Linked DNA regions of Rattus norvegicus: region 2 is linked to region 1. Evidence: chromatin contacts called from public Hi-C data. All regions are on one chromosome and are shown on one strand. Each heading gives the region's core, a stretch centred on a gene start, on an enhancer-like site or on the middle of the called end of the contact. The rest is flanking DNA. Distances are from core to core; before and after follow the strand shown. Region 1 has its middle 300 kb from the start of Mir802. Region 2 has its middle 230 kb from the start of Mir802.

What was found. A called contact is a pair of places that touch in the nucleus more often than the background predicts.
Region 2: a Hi-C map of liver shows a contact between it and region 1, with 2.0 times the contacts expected there. The contact joins two enhancer-like sites. A contact is called at or near these places in 3 of 12 Hi-C or Micro-C datasets (kidney and liver).

What each region holds. Positions count from the first base shown.
Region 1 is chr11:45,808,802-45,816,418 of GRCr8, reverse strand. No RefSeq gene overlaps it. Among named protein-coding and RNA genes, the nearest start is that of Mir802, 300 kb to the left of the region's middle. Within about 2 kb of position 3,353, at least 3 of the 93 cell types and tissues checked have an H3K27ac peak or open chromatin away from gene starts, as enhancers often do. A contact at or near this core is called in liver, where this site is marked.
Region 2 is chr11:45,883,244-45,890,860 of GRCr8, reverse strand. No RefSeq gene overlaps it. Among named protein-coding and RNA genes, the nearest start is that of Mir802, 230 kb to the left of the region's middle. Within about 2 kb of position 4,025, at least 7 of the 93 cell types and tissues checked have an H3K27ac peak or open chromatin away from gene starts, as enhancers often do. A contact at or near this core is called in liver, where this site is marked.

The sequences.
Region 1 (7,617 bases), core at 2,104-4,603:
GCAGGGCAGGAATCCGGGTTCGGATGTGGCGGTGTTCAGGGCAGGAATCCGAATGTGGCTGTGTCAGTGTTCTGTGTCTTCCCTACCCACCCTTCCATGGTGACATTAATGACTTTTCAACCTGCCTTGTTTGGTTTGGTTTCTCTCTTTAGCATCTCCTGAGGATAGTCACATAGTTTTCTTATGACCTTTGCTCACTATAAAAAGAACCACTCGTTCTTTTCTGCTCTGGTTGGTGGGGCTGATATCATACCCTACCAGGAATGAGGCAGGAAAATTCCAAATTAATAAAACATCAGTTTAAATTTCCCCCAACCTTACACCTCCTTTCCACACACATTTCTTATGTGTCTTACGTTAAGAACAGCTTAAATTACTACTGCTCATATTGTACCATGATTTCTTTTCTTGATTTGGGAATTTATCTACTTTACCTGGACCTTGGAAGATACAGTAGCTAGATGTGGGGGCTGGAGAGATGGCTCGACAGTTAAGAGGACTCGCTGCTCTTTAAAAAGACCCAAGTTTGGTTCCCATCACCACTTTGGGAGGCTCAAAGCCCAGACATCCTTTTCCAAGGGTCTGATGCCCTCTTTCAACACCTAGAAACATGAGCGTACATGTGTACATGAATGTATTTGTGCACACACAAACATGCATATACACACATGCACACACATGTACCTTCACATATATACAAACACATGAGCACACACACATTGATGCACACACATACACATGCACACACATGTATACACACTCATGCACAGTCATGAACACACACACATGCACACATATTCATACACAGATACACATACATATACATACATGTGCACACACATGCACACACACACACATTTTTAAAAAGGAGAAGATGACAGTTTTATGGAAACTCTTGCTGATGACTAAGTCTACCCCTGAGAGCACAGGTCCCTCCATCTTTGTAACTGGGATGCCTGATATGGGCTTGATGGAGACACTATTAAATGCTTAAGATCTTTTGAGAGACATTCTAGGCTGCTGTCCAAGTGCATGGCGAGCACTGGATTGGTCACTCTCCCTTAGAGACAGCCCTGTTCACCAAGAGTGAGGAAATCTGTGCAGAGGTTTTTTTGTTCTGCCCTTGTAATGTTTTGTGACTGAACAGGAAGGCTCAGGCTGTTAGCAGCTATGAATTCCTTCCATGTCCTCTTCCCCACGGTCTGCAGCATTCTGTGTAGGTGAAGGCAGTTCTCTGACTCTGATGACTGACTTGTGGTCTGGAGTTTGGTATGTGAGGAAGATAACCATTGTCCAGTCTGTGGGCAGAAAGGGAGAGACATGTCCTGAGACCCCCTTAGAAAGGAGTTAAAGACGGTTGCTGGCACATGCCCATACATACAGGAAAGGCCCTGTCCCACTCACAGTAGTTCAGAATTTCATAATAACGTCCCGGGTTGGAAACAGCTCTCTATAAATCACATACGGTCAAAGGGATAGGACAGAGATGTTTCCTGTCAGGAATGTCTGGCTTTCATAGCTGAGTTTGGCTGACTGATTCCAGAACCTTCCTGACTGTGGGTTGCCTCTAACGTACGCCTTCTCACCTTAGTACTACACCCTCTTCCTGCAGGGTTCCCCATGCTGTGCACTTAGAATATTTTGTTGCATTTCTGCTCTCTACACACAAGGAGCCCAGAGCATATTCTGTCCTCAATCTGTGGCAACTGAGTTTCCTAGACACGGCCAACGTTCTCCTGCCAGGGACAACATTCCACCCAAGAGCCATTGCTTCGATGCAAGATGACTCCAGTGCCGATTGGCGACTGAGGATCTGAGTGACCAGGTGCAGAGAGCTCAGAAGGTCCCCCTGACTTGGTTCATCAGTCAGACCTTTCATGGTTTAAAGTTAAGAGCTTCTGATCTACAGAGGCCTCGAGTTCCTTCTCTGGCACCCTCGTTGCTGCTCATAACTGCCTGAAACTTCAGCCCAAGGGGATCAGTCACCCTCTTCTGGTCTCTGTGGGTGATTGTGCTCATGCACAAACTTGCATAGAGACACATGCATATACACACACCTTAACATGTAAAGGAAATAGTTAATCATACATAGTCACACAAGAATCATCACAACCAACAAAAAGTTAGTAGTTTTCTTTAACTACTACCTCGTTTCTTTTGCTCTATTTCCCCCTTACCTGTCCTCCCTCCAACTCTTCCCCTTTACTCCTCCTTGTCCACTTTCAAATTCATGACCTCTTTCCTCATCAATTGTTGTTACATAGAGTTGCGTATGTATTCTTTAATACTGACTAAACCCTGTAGAATGGCTGCCCTTCGTTCAGGAAGAGAAAGACGTTTAAAGAGACAGCAGTGTCTGATTTTGCTGATGGAGCTCATAACAGAACCTTGAGAGCCAGTAGGCCCTGAGCTACAGATGGCTTGGCTTTTAAACCCATCAGCAAAGCATCCTGCAGCAGGTGCTTACTTAAACCCCGGAACTTGAAGAGCTCAGAAAGCAACCTTTTAGCATAGAAAAGCTGAAGGTTTTCAACACAAGCAGAAAGAAGAAAAACAGGGGTTGGAGGTTGCTGGGTGTTTCACCAGGACCTCTAAGTGGGAGGCTTGGCACCCTATAGGGTTGAGTAGGTGAGGTTACCTTCTGAATACCTGCAGGGGGCCACTACCTTCCACCCCTGCAGAGGACACGCCCACTCCCATGATGCTGTGCGCATAGTTTCAGACCTCCATCTTTTCATCTTCTGCTCATTTCCCTTTAACAAGAAGAATGAAGACCTCAGCTCTCACAGGCAGATCACTGTTTTGTTTGGTCTGAAGTCAGATGGGAGGCCTCCAAGGAAAACTCCCTTTTAGCATTTTCCAATTAGAAAAGTGCTGTGCCCCTCACCGAGGGCCCGCGCTCTCCCCCCACTTCCCACTTACTTTTACTGACATTATTTATCGGAGGGGATCATATTTCAAGAAAGATTGTTTTTTTCTCTTACTGAAGAGAGGAAAATACATTTCTTTGTTGAAAGAAAGTGGGAAAGATCCAGAAGAAAGAGAATCCCCAGGGCCGTAGGGTTGTCTGTCCTTTTTGAGCCGTGGTGTTTCATAAGGACGTGGGTCTTAGGAAGAACGGGAGTTTATAAAAGCAGCTTGCTGGAGAAGGACCCATTTGTAAAGGCTTTTAGAAAATGCATTATTTACCCACTGGAGCGGTCGGTTATCATGTTTACTCAAGGGAAAGCAGATTTTCTCTTAATTCTTGCCTAAGTTTTTCTTAAAACAGGCTGTTGACTGGAATCGATGTGGACTGTGGCCTAAAAGGACACAGGACAGCTTGGCCCCACTGGTACCTAAATAAATGGTCATCCAAGGTCATGCCTTCCGTCAGCGGTAGACGCTATTTTTGAGTAGCATGCCTCAAACTCAAACTGTTAAAGGCCCAAAGCTCAGAAGCAAAAACTTTCAGGGGCCTGGAGCTTGCTCCATCAGGGCCTGAGTTTGCCTTCCCTAGAGGGCACAGAAGGACCTGGGTTCAGATCCCTACACCCATATAAAAGCCCATCTGAATGGTGTCTGAGATCCTAGCATAGGAGACATAGATGGGGTCCTTAGAACACAGCAACCGGTCTGTCTAGTCAAATGGATGAGAGTCAAGTTCAGTGACAGACTGTCTCAAAATTAACATGGGGAGTGGTGGAGTAGAGGTGTCCTGAGTCAACTTCCAGCCGTCATAGGAGAATGATGCTCAAGCAGGCACTCCTGCAGACACATGGGCACACATATACAAATAACACACACACACACACACACACACACACACACACACACACACACACACTCACAATCAATACAGTAACATATGCAAGCTTAAAGCCTATAAACAAAAACCTTCAGGGTAAGGAGTTACTCAGTCCAAGAAGCTCCTTAATTATGCCAGGAACATGCATTGAATGTTCAACATCTGATGATGAAAACATCAGTTTCGCTTCTATGGGCGACTGATTGCTTACACAACGTAAGCAGATTTGATATGAAGTATAATCAATCTAGTCTCCTGCCTTTTCCTCCTCCATTAATAGGCTATCATTTAGACAGAGTATCGCTGTCCTTTCAGACTTGCTTTCCTGCCAGAACAGTCTAGAAAAGGCTCTATGCAGTCTTCCCCCCTTTACCCTCCCCCCCCCCAACGCAGCCTGGAAGCTGTTTCCTTAGTAGATGTATTAGTCAGTAGGGCTGGCTACGCTGTGTAACAAGCATATCTTCAGCCAGGTGGCTTGACCACACATAGGTAAATTATCTCCAAGGCTTTGGAAGATTCTTCAGGGAATTGTCCTTTGTGTCTTGACCTAGGCATCCAGGTTGCTCTGATCTTGGGCCTTCAGAATGTTAAGGCACGATCTCTGTACTGAAATACTGAAACAAATCATTAATTGTAGGTCAGAAAACTCCAGTTGGAAATGTTTGGCAGGAACTAGCCACATGGTTCTAACCAGCTTGAAAGGATAGGAAGTAGACTCCTCTGTGGGCCTGTGAGAGGAGAGAGCCCACAAAGGAAGGTCCAGATGTTAGGGGGGAAAAGCCATCCAATGACACAGCTTTTGGAAGGCATCAGGGCCACAGGCCTGAGTGCTCAGGATAGGGGCTACAAAAGTCACTCTGGGGAGTCGGAGCCCTGCCCCAGTGTGAGGAAGCTCTAGAGCCAGGAGAACTGTGGGTGACTTCAGAATAGGATCATAGGATCCATGACACCCTTTCACCCACAGTTTCCCCAAGGCCAAAGCAGAAATTGTAACCAATCAGAGGCTCTCACAGGTGTCTCCTCAGTCAGCTCACTTCCTTAGTTGGCTCACCCAATGCTGTGCTCATTGGATACTGTCAGGAAGGTGAGGCTTCTTGGGTAGTGTCTGATTGCCTTAGGTCTCCCAACAAGCCCAGAGACATGCTTTTTGATTTACTTGGACACAATTCACATTCTGATGATTTGTCCTTTTAAAGTATACATGGTAGTGGCTTTTAATATGTTTTTAAATTTAATTAGAATTAGTTATTTGGACCAAAGGGATGGCTCTGTGGCTAAAGGAGCTTGCTGCTAAGGCTGACAATCAGAGTTCCATCCCAGGGACCTAGGTGGTAGAAGGACAGAAACAACTCCTAAAAATGTCCTGTGACCCCCACACATGCACACACACACACACACACACACACACACACACACACACACACACACACATTTGACAATCTCAGTTCCGTCCCAGGACAGAAACGACTCCTGAAAATGCATGTACACATGCATGTACACACATGCACACACTCATACACACATATATGAATATATATATATATACACACATACATATATATGTACACTGAAATTGAAATATGATCTTTAAAAGTTTAGAATCAGGGCTGGAGAGATGGCTCAGAAGTTAAGAGCACTGGCTGCTCTTCCAGAGAACACGGGTTCAATTCCCAGCACCCACATGGCAGCTCACTGCTGTCTATAATTCCTGTCCCAGGGGATCTGACACCTTCTTCACACAGTCATACACACAGTTTAAAAACGCTTGGGATTAGTCGTGTAGTGATCGCAGAATTAATACCTAATGTAGTATCTTATTCTGGAACACATTTGTCACTCCCTAAACAACTTCAAACCCATGAGCCCTCACTTCTCACACTCCCTTCCCTGGCTCCCGGCAACTATTGATCTGTCCTCTCCTAGTCTCTTAAAGAGTACGGTAGGCACTTCATGTGAGCTGAGTCCTATGAAACATGGTCCTTTCATGCCTGGCTTCTTTCACTTGTCATTGTGACCTAGGACCATCCGTGTTGTAGCATGAAATATTCCTGGATTTCCTCTTTTGTGAATAATATTCTATTGCATAGATAGGCAGCCATTCTGTTGGTGGATTCCACTGGCATATGGAGGCCAGACACTTGTGTGCAGGTATCTTCCACCTGGCTCTGACTGGTCAGCTCAATGTATGTCTTTAGAGCCCTGGAAGCATCATCTTTTGGACCTTGCTCTGTGGGATCCCCACCCCAGACATCTGCATCACTCTGGTGCACTGAGTTCTAATCCTGATTTCTCTAGGATGAAAATGTGCTAGCAGGTATGGGAGGCTGTAGGGATGGTTGCTGTGATTATGAGGCACTCGCAATTTACCTGTAAAGTGTTTCTTTCCCTGCCTTGACAGGGCACTACCTACCTTCCTATCCTACTGTGTATTTATCACACATCTCAGAGTGGACTCTCCTATGGAGCATATAGAACACCTCTGTGAAGATACACATGACCACACATCCCAGGCTGTGTGTTGAAGTGAGTGCAATTGCAGTTGGGTAGGGAGCCGCATGGGAAGAGCTGCCAAGAGTACCCAAAGAAAAGATGAAGTGGGGAAATCATATGATACAGCTGTCACAAAGGTGAGGGCATAGGCTCAGGGTGGCTAAAAAGAACACCTGAGGACTTAGTGTGGGGGAGGGAAGAAGCCAGGTTAACTCAGACCATCTAGAGTTAAAGAGTAACAAGTCAGGTTAATAGTTCTCAGTGCCGGCTTTCCAGTTTGCTTTTGGGTTCTGTGTCCTGTGTGTGCATGTGTCTTGGCATAACTGTGGGTGAGCCTACATGTGAGAGTACAGGAGGCCGATGCTCAACCTGAGAGCCGGAATACATGCAGGTTTCAATTGTAAAGAGACATTTCTCCTGGTCCTTCGGCCAAAGGGGAAGGCACATTCCCCAGGCTCAGACCTTGGCGACGCCTGCTATATAGTTACTTTGTACTGCTACATTTCTCTTCCTGGGGCATCTCTAAGGAGAACACATCTCTGTTGTAGAATTAAGCTCTGTCTCTTGAGGGGTCAGAGAAAGGGGCCGTGGCCAGTCACGGTGCTGACAAGCAGCAGGTGGAGTACATGCACACACACAACACACACACACACACACACACACACACACACACACACACACACACACACACAGCTCACGCTCTGCTCCTATCCTGGGCCGATCCTTATGGGACGGTGGATTTTTCAGGGCTGTTTGTGTAATTGCTTCTTGTAAACGAGCTCCTGTTCTGTAAGGCTTTCCCGTAAACCACTCTCCTTTGCCATCTGGTATCCAGTTGTTTCAACCGGCTTTCCAGTATCTGCACCAGCCCTTTACAAGAACCGTTTTAACCTTCGCAAAATGAAGCCATTGAAGTTATACGCCGAGCCTCACAGTTGTTTCAGAGCCACCTTGAAAGGAAGGCATGGAGGGCCTGAGAGACAGGAGGAGAGGAGAAGAAGACTCTGCACATCCCTGTCCCTGTTGATCAGACATGCTGGGTACCTTTGATGCTGCGGTGGCTTCTTCCCCCTGAGCTCATCTACTTGGGAGACTCCTGGGATGGGGAGGTGAAGAGGGAGCTGCTGGTGATAATCAGGGAAGGAAGTGATCATCCGTTAGACCAGATCTGCAAATCTTCTCTTGGTTCAAACTATTCCCTCATGCTGTGCCCACCATGACCACTCATTCTTCCTTGTTGCACACCCTTTCCTACTTAAAACACACCTTGCTTGGAGGCACAGGAGCAGAGAAATTCGAGCATGTGCACACTGCTAGCCCTGAGTCCTGCTGTGTTGCCA
Region 2 (7,617 bases), core at 2,776-5,275, 74 kb before region 1:
TGTACTCACATATATAAAATACTTAAATCTCGTTTTTAAAAAATGCTAAAATCTCTAGCAACGTAGCATTGACAGAGTCTTGTACACTGACCCCGTGGGCCTGCAGAGGCCCCATGTCTTCTGGCCTCTCTCAGCTTTCCTGGGCGCAGAGTAAAGCAAGCTCACAGTTGCTTGATTCCGGAAGGTGCAGTTCTGAGCTGGCAGGGACAGGCTACTTGCCTGTGTCAAGGAGCAGAGCGGCAGAAAGCCAGTGACACCCAGTTTTAACCAGCACGTTGCTTTCCTACACTCCTGAGAGAGGGAACCTTAGTGCCACTTTCTCACTCAATGTGTTAATGTCCCAGTTGAGTGTTAAGAAACAATGGAAACAAAGCATTTAAAAGTCTATAAAACTAACTAGCCAAGGCCTTCTCTGAAGTGGTTTCAGTGGTCTCCACACATGCTCTTACCATCCCAAGCTGTCTTTCCTTACTCACAAGGATTGAGTGCTCAAAATAAATAAATAAATAAAAATAAAAATCAACCATTTGGGTTTTTTTTTAACTTCAGACTTGCATACGAACACGTAAAACACTCAAAGCTCAGTGGCTGTCATTTCTTTGGGGTGGAAAACGTTGACTTGCATTTAGGACTGACTTCCCTTTTTCTTTTTTTCTTTTCTTTTCTTCTCTTTTCCTTTCTTTCCTTCCTTCCTTTCTTCCTTTCTTTCTTTCCCTCTTCTTCTTCCTCCTCCTCTTCCTCTTCCTCTTCTTCCTTCTCCCCCTCCTCCCCTCCTCCCCTCCTCCCCCTCCTCCCCTCCTCCCCTCCTCCCCCTCCTCCCCCTCCTCCCCCTCCTCCCCCTCCTCCCCCTCCTCCCCCTCCTCCCCCTCCTCCCCCTCCTCCCCCTCCTCCCCCTCCTCTTCCTCCTCTTCCTCCTCTTCCTCCTCTTCCTCTTCCTCTTCTTCCTCTTCTTCCTCTTCCTCTTCCTCTTCCTCTTCCTCTTCCTCTTCCTCTTCCTCTTCCTCTTCCTCTTCCTCTTCTTCTTCTTCTTCTTCTTCTTCTTCTTCTTCTTCTTCTTCTTCTTCTTCTGTTGAATTGCTAGGTGTCTGTTTAGAGAACTTATTTTTTCCCCTTAGGATGGACTCCTTTCTGCCCTGTGATTCCTGAGTCTGTCCAGTAGCTTGCTACTTATTATGTCTGCCCTGCACAATCAGTCATTGGTTCTTGACGTGCTCTATTTTCCCCTTTAGAACTGCGCTGTGATGTGTCTCCTTCGGTAAGAAGTCATTTGCTGCTTCCTGGCTCTCTGTTCCTGTTTGGACAAGAGCAGCAGGGCTGCCTCTGACGGCTGGTGCAGCATGCACAGCCTTCTGTGAGAAGACAAACTAGACTTTGAAAGGCAGGGGGAATGGGGAGGGGCCGGAGCACCTCAGAGCATTAAATGGCTTTCTGAGTGAGAACAATTAGTGATGTAAGTGTATTCTTGAAAATGAACTGCTTGGGGGCGAGATTACTTAAGAATGCCATCATCCCGGCTAAAATCTCCATAAAGAGTTCTGCAGCTTGGAGGAGTCATCTTCAGAGACCATACTTATTGGAATTCATAGATAGTGTTTTGTGTGGTACTCTGAAGTGAAGCAATGCTCTGGTCACTCTAGAGCCTTTCAAAATGGCCATGATCTCCAGGGCTTTCTCCGAGGGGAAATCAGGCAGTGTGCGGACTGCAGATATGTGGGTACTTGGGGCTATTTTAAGTTTGTGTCAATACCATCACGTTTTTACTTTTCCCAAACCATATATAACGTCACTTCTCCTTCACTATCAGCGAATTGGCAAAACTTTCAGCAGAGCAATGATAGTGTGTGTGTGTGTGTGTGTGTGTGTGTGTGTGTGTTTTCTAAAACAGAATATTCCTGTAATTTATTTAACTTACACAAATTTCATTTTGTGATCCTGGGAGACAGTATGTTGGCACTGAAACCAGTACAGTTCATAGTTTATTTTCATAATGACCATGCAAAGCTTCAAACATAAACTGAGGTCAGATGGATCCCTCTGCTTTTAAGAAAGAAAGAAAAATGTATTTTGATGAAATATTGCCACTTGCAGTTTTGATATGATTTTAGCTTTGCAAATTGCATTTAGCACTGTCATTTACAACATAAGGAAGCTTAATATATTTTCCAAAATTGTTGGTGGTTTGACACTTTATATCCTAGAAGTCTACAGTAATCTCATTATATAGAGAATAGAACGTATATAACTGTAGGTGATGATTTTTGTTAGACATTTCTGATGGCCTTCGGAATGAATTAAAATGACTTTTAAATTTGATTTCTTGTGTACTTTTAGAGTCTAAAGGTCACAATTCTTTATTAGTCTACAAAGGACTTTATCTAAGGTGTTTCTGTAAGCTCCATTAAGGCCCCCTACTCTGTTTAAGAGTTTGAAATTCACTACACTGAGTTCACGTAAAATATCACTATTGTGACAAATCAACTTACTATTTCAATTTCTTATCAAAAAATGCCTGACGGATGAACAGGGTATGGAAGAGCTATTTTGTGGCACCGAAGCTTGCAAAATCGGGTCTGGACTCCACAGAGGCAAAGCTATGCCGGCTTCTGGGGCACCGGATGTCATCTGAAGCCTGAGTTACTTTGTGTTGTTTTCGGGTCTCCCATGAGAGTTGGTGTGAGAGGTGGTGGCAGGTCTGAGGGGGTGGAAGAGTGGTCCTCACTATCCTCAGCTGGGGACAGATGCCCAGAATGCAAACCCTCCACCGGGTGATTTGTTCGGGGATTGTTAACCAAATTAACCTAGCATCTTCTAAGCATCAAATCCACGCACAGGCCATGAGGACGCAGCATGCCCTTCTTATTAGCATGATTTCTGTATCAGTGATAGCCTCCCTTCACCAAGCTAAACACCAAAGCTGAAAGGAAGCATTTGGGCCAGGCAGACCCTTCAGCCAAAGCAGCTAGGCTTTGTAAGGCTGCCTTGACCGGTCTTTCTCTAGGAGGCTGCCTATTGGACGGCCTCTCTCCGGAAGGCTGCCTATTGGACGGTCTCTCTCCGGGAGGCTGCCTATTGGACTGTCTCTCTCCGGGAGGCTGCCTATTGGACGGTCTCTCTCCGGGAGGCTGCCTATTGGATGGTCTCTCTCCGGGAGGCTGCCTATTTCTTTTAAGCTCTTAACCTTGCAAAATGTGACATGCGTTTGAACCAGCCATAGTTACCTTTTGTCTTCAGGTCCTGCCTGCTCTGCTCAGCAAGTAAGGCCTCTGTCGAATGCAAAGTGTGCATCGAGTTTTCCAGTTCTCCTTGCACACTGCTTGGCACATAAACCGGCACCAGATAAACTCGTAGTTAAGTCATTTTTGCAAATTAGAATAACATGTTGTCTAGTGCAGTGGTACAAAGTTCCTTTTGAGAGACAGGATTGTCCAACTATTTCGCAGAGCAAAAGAGAGCCCCAGCCACTGTTTTAAGTCCATCATGTTCTTAGGCCTGCCGTGGTGCAGGCACTCTGTGTAGGCCTCTTCATCCATAATGCTTCTCTTAGACTCCTGGTTTAAGGGCCTCTCTGGGGTGCACAGACACTTGCAGCAGCTTGCACGTTTGCTGCTGAACCCTCCCTGTTTTTCGGGTGAATTATTACACAGATGTGAGCGTTGAGTCTGGGCCTAGCCAGCTAGGGTTCACCTCCGGTCCTTTCATTCATCGTCCTGTGAGCACAGTCACTTCACCTAATTCCTTGTGCCTCAGTTTTAACCTGCCTAACACAGGCTAAACACCCCCCTAACGGAGGGCCGGGCCTTCTGACATGAAGCGATGGGCTGGCACAGACATTTTGTGTAGTCACCCTCTCCGGACAGCTCGGAAGAGGCGGTTGCTAAGGATGGGGTCTGGCTAGGCTGCTGTGTGCTTCCCTTCAGTTTTCAGAGAGGAGCCTTTACCGTTGTGTTTTCACAGTAGAAACCCGGACAAAACCCTCCTCTTCCCTCTCTCCCAGGCAGCCTCTTGACCCTGCCTTGGTTTGTTTTGGCTGTGAACGTGTTCATTGCAACACGGACTGCGCCAGAGCTGCAGCCAAGAGGCACCACACATGGTGCGAGGCTCGCTTGTGTCTGCAAGGTAGACTGAGCTCACTCGCTTTCAAGCGGTCGCTGTGCTAATTATTTGAATAACCTCGTATATTAGGATTAAGCTCAAACATAGAGACGGACATAAAAATTAAATGGCATCACTGCGTAATGAAAAGAAGGCTTCGAATAATGAAAATATCATCAGTGCCTAAATGAATGCTTTGGGGACCATGGCTGTGAGCTATCTGGGGGGGGGGGGGGGGAAGATACCGCGGTTGCTTCACATAGCAGAACACCCTTTATCTGGGAGGCCCCAGAAGGCAGTGAGGGCGAAAGATTGCCAGAGTGGCTGACCATCCTCATTGTGAAATCGTCCTTATCTCCTGCTGACAGATGCCTAGGCTGATGCCAGGGTATCGCTGAGATGAGACTAGGGTAATATATCTCTGAAACACACAGAGATGGAGATGGGGAAGGAGATGGGGAGGGAGGGAGGAAGGGAGAAGCAAAAGCAAGAAAGAAGAACACTGCAGGCATCTTGAGACCACAGAAACGCCCAGAGGGATAACAGGGCCTCGGCTGGGGTCCATTTATCTATAGAGTTAGGTGTGGAAGTAGAGGAAAGCTCAGACTTTATTCGAGGGTGGCTGGGATCAGAAGTGAAGAGGAGAAGACATTGACAGCCCTACCAGACAGTAGGCTGGAGGGGAGAATGATGTAGAGGAGAAAGGAATCCGAGGTTGCAATGCCCTGGCAGATGTGGACAGGGCAGCTGCTGCCCTTGGGGCTCAGGCAGTCTGTGAAGGAACAGGACATGATGGTCACAGGTGAGGGTGGGGGAGGGGGGGTGACAGAGACAGTGCAATATGAAGTGGTGTGTACAATCACAGGCACACGTGCAGCCAAATGGAGACTCCCAGGCCACTACAGACCCTATACCAGGGAGCTGAGGACAGGCAGGATCTCCAAAGATCCTTGGAGAGTCTCAGGGGGCCACCAAAAAGGGACACTGAGAAGTCAAACCTCTAGAGGACTAACCAGTCTGCAACATTAGAAATGTGTGCGAAAGTATATGTGTGTGTGCATGTGTGTGTGAGAGTGTGTGTGCATGTGCATGGTGCATATGCATGTGGAGGGCTGTGCATGAATGTGTATGTGTGTGTGAGTGTGTATGTGTGCTGCATGCATGTGTTGGGGGACTGTGGGTGTGCGTGTGTGTGCATGTGTGTGTGTCTCTCTCTCTGTGTAGGCCTGTGCACATGTGTGTGTCTCTCTGTGTGTGGGCCTGTGTTTGTGTGTGCCTGTGGGTGTATACCCGTGTGTGTGTGTGTGTGTGTGTGTGTGTGTGTGTGTGCATGTGTGTGTGTGTCTATCAGGGAACTTCCAAGCATTATCTGCTGTGCTGTCCCATTGGATCTACAGATCCAGTTAATACAGATATCAATTCCCAACTTCTTGAGTATTTGAGATTAAAGACAAGTTACAGAAGAGCATCAGCTCGCTGTTACCATTTGTTTATTTTTGTACTTTCCCTTTGTTTCACACAGACACACTCACACATGGAAACACAGAAACACACACACACACACACAAACAAGCACACAGACATACACAAACAAACAAACGCACCCTCAACACACATGAACACACATATGTGTGCATCACTTTTCCTGGTTTTGTATCTCATGGCCCTTTTTGCCTGAATCCTCCTTTGGACATTCTTTTACATAACTAAAGTGTGATTAGAACCCTCAGTAACGTTAACATTGATATCATGTTTTATCTAATCTCTCATTTCTGTTTCATTCTGTCTGTTGAGCCACTGTGAGAGCACTTCCCTCCACACGCCGTCTCTTTAGCTCTCCTCTATTTCCTCTGAAACAGGTTTTTAAGTCAACACACACACACACACACACACACACACACACACACACACACACGGAGCTTTAATTTGACAATTGGACTTCATTGATTTCTCTTGCAAATAGCTTCAGGTATACACTCTGTGCAGACATACTACATGTGGATGTGCGTGTCCCTCCCTGGGTCCTATATCTGGAAACACTCTACGACCTTATCTGTTGATATTGACATTGATTATCTAATTAAGGTGATCTTGATAATAATTTTCAATCTGTTTTACATTTTAAGGTCATGTAAATACCTTGATATCCAGAAACCTCTTGTATTTAGTATCTGCTAGAGATTTTTCCTGAAGTGGTCTGAGTTAGAATTGTAAAACTACAGGTTTTGTTTTGTTTTGTTTTGTTTTTATTTTCCGACTTGACTTCCACGCCTCCTGTCACTTCTAAGACCTTAGTGTTTGACCAGGGCTCCATCCCTCCCCATCTGCTCATGAAGTCTCACTTACTGTTTTTCACTTTGTTATTTTCGTATTCACACTGTCTCCATCTGGCAACAGGAGCTCTGGTGAGTGTCCCTCTGATAAACTCTCATTTAGTTTGAGCACTTTTTTTTTTTTGGTAGCCATTGTGTCTCCATCACTCCTCAACCCTGGTTGATTTTCTCTATAGACTCTTGATTCCCCCTGAATGGAGAATAGTTCTAAAATCAAGATCTGAATATAGTGATCCCTCTGTGTCCCCAGTAATTCCTCTGTGTCCCTGAACGATATATTTCAAGATCTCTAATGAATGACAAAAGATTGTAGCTAATATCAAATCCCAAGCACACAGCTGACCTTCCAGTCAAGACAGCTACTAAAGGACCACGGGGCAGGCAGCTTGCAGAGTGTGGACTCCCTGAATTATGGAATGCTCATTCACTGATGGGACAGGACACGGTAATACAAAATTTCATTAGGCTATTCTAAGTAGCCTTTGATGTGAATTATGTATTTCCAGAATTTTCCATTCATTATTTCCAGAGTACAGTTGACGAGCAAGGATGAGCCTAACTGTACTTGGTAGGATTGCTGCTGATAAAATGACTGTTTCTTTTCTTTGCTCATTTAGTAGACAAATTGTGTGTGTGTGTGTGTGTGTGTGTGTGTGTATGTTTATATGTGTATGTATCTGTGGTGTATTTGTGTGTGTGTTGTACATACATGGGTGTATATGTCTGTATGTGTATATGTGTGTATGTGTATATGTGTGTATGTGTATGTGTGTGCATGTATGTGTGTTTATATGTGTATGTACCTGTGGTGTGTGTGTGTGTGTGTGTGTATGTTGTACATACATGGGTGTATATGTGTTTATGTGTATATGTGTGTGTTATGTGGGTGTTGTATATGTGTGTGTGGTATACTAGCAAAGAGGCACACATACATTCCTATGTCAGCATACATATTTTAGAAACTTGAGTTCACCTCTACAGAGTTCTAGCTTATTTCCCTCCATGACATATTTGTGTGGCATTTTCCACAGTGAGAACTCTGGCTCCCATCAGTAACAGTCGCTGCACTTTTACTCAGTCTTTCTAGATTCAGTCATATAGCGTCCTTATCTACACTCACTGCAAGAAATTAGCCTATTCAGTTCTTCCCATACGAGGAGGTCTGCAGTCAGACCCTTAATCATGAGTTACT